Regions from separate parts of the Nomascus leucogenys genome. Here region 1 is linked to region 2. The links are chromatin contacts, called in public Hi-C maps. All regions are on one chromosome and are shown on one strand. The core of a region is the stretch at or near the end of the contact, and the rest is flanking DNA. Distances in the headings are between cores, read along the strand shown.

Evidence for each region. A called contact is a pair of places that touch in the nucleus more often than the background predicts.
Region 1: a contact with region 2 is called in a Hi-C map of a lymphoblastoid cell line, with 8 times the contacts expected there. The contact joins two enhancer-like sites. A contact is called at or near these places in 4 of 4 Hi-C or Micro-C datasets (a lymphoblastoid cell line and an unstated tissue).

What each region holds. Positions count from the first base shown.
Region 1 is chr17:845,715-849,706 of Asia_NLE_v1, forward strand. No RefSeq gene overlaps it. Among named protein-coding and RNA genes, the nearest start is that of PIM1, 38 kb to the left of the region's middle. Within about 2 kb of position 1,852, the one cell type or tissue checked has an H3K27ac peak away from gene starts, as active enhancers do. A contact at or near this core is called in a lymphoblastoid cell line, where this site is marked.
Region 2 is chr17:665,511-669,055 of Asia_NLE_v1, forward strand. It overlaps FGD2 (FYVE, RhoGEF and PH domain-containing protein 2), which reads left to right. Exons shown (of 16, transcript XM_030796963.1): 10 at 35-114; 11 at 203-233; 12 at 981-1,073; 13 at 1,707-1,838. Among named protein-coding and RNA genes, the nearest start is that of FGD2, 17 kb to the left of the region's middle. Within about 2 kb of position 1,646, the one cell type or tissue checked has an H3K27ac peak away from gene starts, as active enhancers do. A contact at or near this core is called in a lymphoblastoid cell line, where this site is marked.

The sequences.
Region 1 (3,992 bases), core at 602-3,101, 180 kb after region 2:
TTTCTTTTTTTTTTTTTTTTTGACACATGGTCTCACTGTCACCCAGGCGGAGTGCAGTGGCACAATCTTGGCTCAATGCAACCTCTGCCTCCCAGGCTCAAGTGATCCGCCCACTTCAGACTTCCAAGTAGTTGGGATATAGGCACGCACCACCAGCCAAACCATGTTTGGCTAATTTTAATTTTAATTTTTATTTTTTTGAGACAAAGTCTTGCCCTGTCACCCAGGCTGGAGTGCAGTGGAGTGATCTCGGCTCACTGCAACCTCCACCTCCCGGGTTCCAGCGATTTTCCTGCCTCAGGCTCCTGAGTAGCTGGGGCTACAGGCACCCAGCACCATGCCCAGCTAATTTTTGTATTTTTTGGTAGAGACGGGGTTTTGACATGTTGGCCACGTTGGTCTCAAACTCCTGAACTCAAATGATCTGCCCGAACTCAAAGTGCTGGGATTACAGGCGTGGCATGAGCCACCGTGCCCGGCCTAATTTTTAAATTTTTTGTAGAGATGAAGTCTTACTATATTGCCCAGGCTGGTCTTGAACCCCTGGGCTCAAGCCATCCTCCTGCCTCAGCTTCCCAAAGTGCTAGGATTACAGGCGTGAGCCACTGCACCCAGACTTCTAAGGGCTAAATCATACTATCTTCCAGGACTCGGCTTAGAGCTTTTCTCCTCCAGGAAGACTTCCCTGACTCTCCACCTCCAAGGTCCCCTTCTGTGGTCCCCAGTGCTTCCTCCAGCACCTATCATCCTGGGTCCAAACGGCCTAGGTGGCTTGGCCCCTCACTAGGCTGGGAGCCCCTTGGAATGTGGACTGTGTCTTGCTCCCACAGGTATTCCTCAATTCCTAATTCAGGGTCTGCAACACAGTAATAAACTGTATGAAGAAAAGTAGGACGGAAGGCTGGGGAATCTTCACGGACTGAAAGTGTCAAGGGTGGGTGACAACTCTTAAGAGTGTTGCTCTTCCCAGGGACACCTGCACTGTTAGAAAGACTTGTTTTCCACTTGGTGAGATGGAGCTGGCAGATGAAGTGGTGCTTCTAGTGGCAGCAGTTGGTGCAAGGGAACAGGACTGGGAAAGGAGGAAAAGAATAAGGGGCTGAAATAATATCCTTTGTGGTATTTTCCTACCTGTGTCTAGATTCTTCACCAGAGACTACAGAATTGAATGAGAGAAGAAAGGAGTAGGAACAGGAGGCTGAAAGAACAGTAATAATTTGCCCCTCATAGGCCGGGCGTGGCGACTCATGCCTGTAACCTCAACACTTTGGGAGCCCGAGGCAGGCAGATCACCTGAGGTCAGGAGTTCGAGACCAGCCTGGCCAACATGGTGAAACCCCATCTCTACTAAAAATACAAAAATTAGCCCGGAGTGGTGGTGGGCACCTGTAGTCCCAGCTACTCAGGAGGATGAGGTAGGAGAATCGCTTGAACTCAGGAGGCGGAGGTTGCACTGAGCCACAATGGTGCCACTGCACTTCAGCCTGGGTGACAGAGACTCTGTCTCCAAAACAAAACCAAAACTGAGAGTCTATGTCCCTTCATCCCACAAATCTTTATCAAGCACCTGCTACATGCTGGGCATTGAACTAGGTGTTGGGAAAACAACGGTGAAGTAAATATGGTGCTCACATTTTTGGGGGGTGGTGGGAGAGGCAACTATATAAAGTCAGGTGATACTACATGTTATGAAGAAGTGTAGCAGAGTAAGTGGGAAAGAGACACATGGGATGGGGTAGGGAGGGGCTGTTTCACACCCGTTGGTAGGGAAGGCCTCTCTGATGCCTTTTGAGCAAGAGAGGAAGCTGGTGAATAGCTGGAGTAAGAATATTAGAGGCGGAAGGCACAGTGAGTGCAAAGGCCCTGAGGCTGGAGTGTGCTGGCTGCGTTATGGGGACCGAAAGGAAAGGAAGACAGCGTGGCTGCCGCAGAGGGAGGCGGGGTGGACAAAGTGGTTAGAAGGCAGATCAGAGGGTGACAGGGGACTGGGTTATTTAGCAGCTGGCATGCCGTGGTAAAGACTTGGAATTTCTTTTTTTTTTTTTTTTTTTTTTTTTTGAGACGGAGTCTCGCTCTGTCGCCCAGGCTGGAGTGCAGTGGCGCAATCTCGGCTCACTGCGAGCTCCGCCTCCCGGGCTCACGCCATTCTCCTGCCTCAGCCTCTCCGAGTAGCTGGGACCACAGGCGCCCGCCAGCACGCCTGGCTAATTTTTTGTATTTTTTAGTAGAGACGGGGTTTCACCGTGGTCTCGATCTCCTGACCTCGTGATCCGCCCGCCTCGCCCTCCCAAAGTGCTGGGATTACAAGCGTGAGCCACCGCGCCCGGCCAAGACTTGGAATTTCTACCCTGAGTGTGGTGGGGAGCCCTGGCAGGTGAGGAGGGAGTAGAGGAGGGACTTGATCTGACTCAGGTTTCAACAGGAGCCCTCTGGTGGCTGGGCGGAGAACTGACTGTAAAGGGAACACAGTGGCACGGGGGAGGCCCGTCAGCAACTGCTACTGCAACCGCCTGGGCAGGAGATGGTGATGGCCTGGGCCAGGGAGGCGGCAGGGGAGGTGATATGAAGTGGTTGGATATGGATCTATATTGAAGGGTGGGCTGATGGGGAGTGTTGAGGAGTTAGATACAGGCTGAGAGAAAGAGAGGACCCAAGGATGCCTGCTGGGTCTTTAACTTGAGCAATGGAAGGGTAGAGGTGGCAAAGACTGGGGGTTAGGGCAAGGTATACAGGAGAAAATCAGGAGTGTTGATTGGGATACACTCCCCAATTTTTATTTATTTATTTAAGATGGAGTTTTGCTCTTGCTGCCCAGGCTGCGGTGTAGTGGCGCGATTTCAGCTCACTGCAACTTCCACCTCCCAGGTTCAAGCAATTCTCCTGCCTCAGCCTCCTGAGTAACTGGGATTACAGGCACCTGCTACCATGCCTGGTTAATTTTTATATTTTTAGTAGAGAGGGGGTTTCACCATGTTGGCCAGACTGGTCTTGAACTCCTGACCTCAGGTGATCCGCCTGCCTCAGCCTCCCAAAGTGCTGGGATTACAGGCGTGAGCCACCATGCCCGGCTACACTCCCACATTTTAAGAAAATTAAAAAAGTTTTTTTTTACATTAGTTGGATGCAGTGGCACACCTGTATTCCCAGCTACTCAGGAGGCTGAGGTGGGAGGATCGCTTGAGCCCAGAAGTTCAAGGCTGCAGTGAGCTATGATTGCACCACTGCACTCCAGCCTGGGTGACAGAGTGCAACCCTGTCTCTAAAAAGCAAATAGAAGTAGAGACATCCTGAGTGAGAGCCTGAGAGAATCTGAATCAGAACCAGGTGAGCTGTGTCTGGACTCCTGACCGCAGAAACTAAGACACAATCAATGTGCTGTCTTAAGCTGCTAATTTGGGGGTAATTTGTTATGCAGTAATAGATAACTAGTACATGTCACATCTCTACAAAAATGTCTCTACAACAATAACCACCCCAAAACGTATCCTGACTGGGTATGGTGGCTCATGCCTATAATCTCAGCATTCTGGGAAGCCAAGGTGGGAGGATAGCCTGAGGCCAGGAGTTCAAGACCAGCCTGGGCAACATAGGGAGACCCCCCCCATATTGTATTAAAAAAAAAAAAAAAAAGAGTTGTGTAGGGGAGGATCTGCTTCCAAGCTCCCTCATGGGGCTGTTGATAGGATTCCGTTCCTCACGGGCTCTTGGTTAGCGACCTCTGCTCCTGGCAGTGTGAGCCTTTCCATAAAGATACTTTCAACATGATAGCCAGCTTCCTTCACAGAGCGGGCAGCAGTGACGTCATTGTCTTTCTGTAACCTAACCTTGGAAAGGACACCCCATCGCTTTTGCTATGTTCTCTTTGCTAGAAGAGGATCACTGGGGCCTGCCCACATCTAAGAAGAGGTGATGAATGTGAATATCAGTTGGCAGAGATCTCTGGGAACCATGTTAGAGCCGGCTACCACATCAAGGAAGCGACTGCATAAACA
Region 2 (3,545 bases), core at 396-2,895:
GAGTCTGAACTGGTTGCCTCCCTCCTCTTGGCAGGTGCGGGAGCTGATGGATGCTGAGTTCCCCCACTCCTTCCTGGTGTCTGGGAAGCAGCGCACCCTGGAGCTGCAAGCCCGGTAAAGGAGCTGGGGTGGCGGCCCAGGGCCAGGCGGGAAAACTGGGAGGGGCTGATCTCCTCAACACCTGCGTTCACTTTCCGAGCAGGTCGCAGGAGGAAATGATTTCCTGGATGCAGGTAGGGGAACGCTCCGAGGCTTCCGGGAGTCTTTTTCCTTTCTTTCTTTCTTTTTTTTTTTTTCTTTCACGGTAATGGGCTATCTTGATGAAGCTCCTGGGATTCTCCCTAGCCTATTTGGGCTGAAGGGGAGGGAGTGGTATGTGTATGCATGTGTGTGTGTGTGTGTGTGCATGTGTGTATGCATGTGTGTGCATCTGTGTGTGCATATCTGTGTCTGTGTGTTTGTGTGCATGCATGTGTGTGTACATGTATGTGTGTATATGTGTGTTTGTGTGCATGCATGTGTGTGCATGTGTTTGTGTGTATGTGCGTGTGTTTGCGTGTATGCATGTGTATGTACGTGCTTGTGTGTATGTGTCTGTGTGTGTGCGTGCGTGTGTGTGCGTGCATGTGTGTGTGTGCACGCTCCCACACCTGCGTGTGCCCAGCTGCTCCCTGCTCTTCCTCAGGAGCTGCTCCGTGGTAGTTTGGAGACCGATCTGGGTTCCTATCTTGCTGCTTCTCATTGCCTAGCTGGGCAGTCCAGGGCCAGTCACTTACCCTCTCTGAGCCTCAGTTTTTACAACTGTAACCTGGGGCTGGTAGTTTCTCCTTCGATAAGGCAGCCCGCGTGTGTGTAGAATCCAGCGCCTGGTACCCAGTGGGCTTTCAGCCCTGTCTGTTGCATGCGCGGAAGGATGGACAGAGGAGCAACCCCTCCCTTCCACACCTCAAGCCCTGACCCTCCCCCTCCCTGCACCCCAGGCCTTCCAAGCAGCCATTGACCAAATCGAGAAGCGGAATGAAACCTTCAAGGCTGCGGCCCAGGGGCCTGAGGGAGACACCCAGGAGCAGGAGGTAAATGAAGCCTTTTTCATCCCTTGCTGGAGCCACCAACCCAAACAGAGCTTGTTCCCTCTCTGTTCTGCCTATACCAGCTCGGAGGGAGAGGGAGTGTCATCTGCCAGGAGAGACTGAAGGGACCAGGGGAAGCCCTCCCAGTGCATCCCCTGACTCAGTGCCTGAGCATTCCCCTTTAGCAAAGCTTCCTTTGAGAGCCTGTCTGCACAGCTGTCTTGGGGAAGGGTTTCACGTCTCTGCAGCTCCAGCTGCAGGGCCAGTAGGACTTTGGGTCTGAGAGTATCTGAGAAATCTAAAGTCTCAGGGAAGATGGAAGGCGAGTGGGGTGGGGGCTGGGGAGGATATCTGTGGTTTGAGTTCAGATTTGAGCTGAACTCTGGCTTGCTGGGTGACTGCTGAGTCATTTGACCTCTCTGGGCCTCAGTTTTCTCACTTATACAATAGGAATAATGGTAACTAACCTATCATAAGGTCTCCATCAGGTCAGTCAGCTTCCTGTAGAAGCCCCAGGGAAGCCCAACACACAGAATCCCTGCCAGAGCAGGTGGGCACAGGGCGCCAGGCCCTGGGAGGATGGGCGGAAGAGGGTCACCAAGGCCCCATTTCTGCCCAACTCCCCTTAACCCACAGCTGCAGTCTGAGGAGCTGGGCCTCCGAGCACCGCAGTGGGTCCGGGACAAGATGGTGACCATGTGCATGCGCTGCCAGGAGCCCTTCAACGCCCTGACGCGCCGTCGCCACCACTGCCGGGCCTGTGGCTATGTGAGTACTCCTGCCAGTACCACTGCCTCCACCTGCCCCACCCAGGCCTCCACCTGTGTCACCTACATCTGTCCCACCGAGGCCTCCACCTGTGTCACCCAGGCCTCTACCTTTCCTACCTAGGCCTCCGCCTGTCCCACCTCGGCCTCCACCTGCCCCACCTCGGCCTCCATCTGTCTCCACCTGTCCCACCTTGGCTTCCACCTGTGTCACCCAGGCCTCTACCTGTCCCATTTAGGCCTCTACCTGCCCTACCTGGGCCTCTACCCTCCCAGCTCAGGTCCTGCTGTTCCCATCCTGGCCAAATCTGCTGGCTTCAACCAATGCAGCCCAGTGGCATTGGGCACTAGCTCTGAGCCAGGTGCGTGTGTTATTACCTCATCTGGCTCTCACAGCACACCTCAGGGGGCTGCTATTTCCCATTTTTTAGATGGGAAAATGAGACCCATTGAGGTTAAATTACTTACTGAAGGCACCCCTGAAGCTGATCCTATGAATTTACCTGCGTCCTTATCATCATTTTCCACAACCCTGAGACCCAGAGCTAGGAAATGGTCCCCAGTTCCAGGGGAGGGGCATCCAGCCCTGTACCCCTCAGGCCTTGCCCCACCTGAGGCATGGACCTCACCAGGCCCATGCCCACTCTGCACTCACCCACCCCTGTCATCCTCTCTTCTCTACCTGCTCCGGCTAACTGTCCTCTCTTCTCTGCAAGCCCTCAGCACCCTGGCACCTGATGGATTCTGTTGCTAACTCTGCCTACTGGTTCAGGCCTCAGTTTCCTTAATTCCACCATGGGGATCACGAAACCTACCTCCAGTGTGGCAGTGAGGATTCGACCAAAAAACATTCTTTCCCTTCCCTCTCCTTCTCTTTTTCTTTCCCCCTCCTCCATAGCTCAGGCAGCACATCCAGTGCAGGTGAGCTACCAGCTTCCTGAGGAGGGAACTGCGTCCACTCCAGTTCCTCCTCTTATCAACCCAGGCCCAGTTATCTGAGGCAGATCTCGCTTTGCTTTTTAAGCACCTGCTGTACTTGAGCTGTTCTCTGTTGACATCACAACCCCCTCTGTTTACTCTGCAAACAGAGAAGCCCTTTGCAACCTCAGTCTTTGATGACCTCCAGAGGACTGGAGGAGTCTAGCTGGACAGGTTGGGGCCAGTCAGGGAGGTGTCCCCAAAATGTGTTCAACTGAAATCAGGACAGAGTCAGTTTCTAGGACCTGGGAACACACCTGCCTTCTGATGTCAGTGATGAGTTACATCCCAAAGCCAGGTAGAAAGGATATGGGGATTGGCTACTGTTCCTGGTGATTCACATCTGTAAATAAGAGTTGAATTGATTCACGCTTGTGACTGAAAGTAGTTCTTTAAAAATTACTTAAAATAGTGAAATACAAAGAGGCACAAAGAATAACAACACCCATGTAGCTGCCTTCCAGCTTAAGATAGAAAATATTCTGACAACTAAATTAAATGTATGATCCTTGCTTGGATTCTTTCTGGGGTAAAATAAAGCTATCAAGGTTGCTCTTGGGAACATTGGGAGAAATTTGATGATGCAGCATATCTAGATAGTAATATTGTATTGGCTGGTTGCAGTGGCTCACACCTGTAATCCTTGGTACACCTGTAGCACTTTGGGAGGCCGAGGTGAGCGGATCATCTGAGGCCAGGAGTTTGAGAACAGCCTGGCCAACATGGTGAA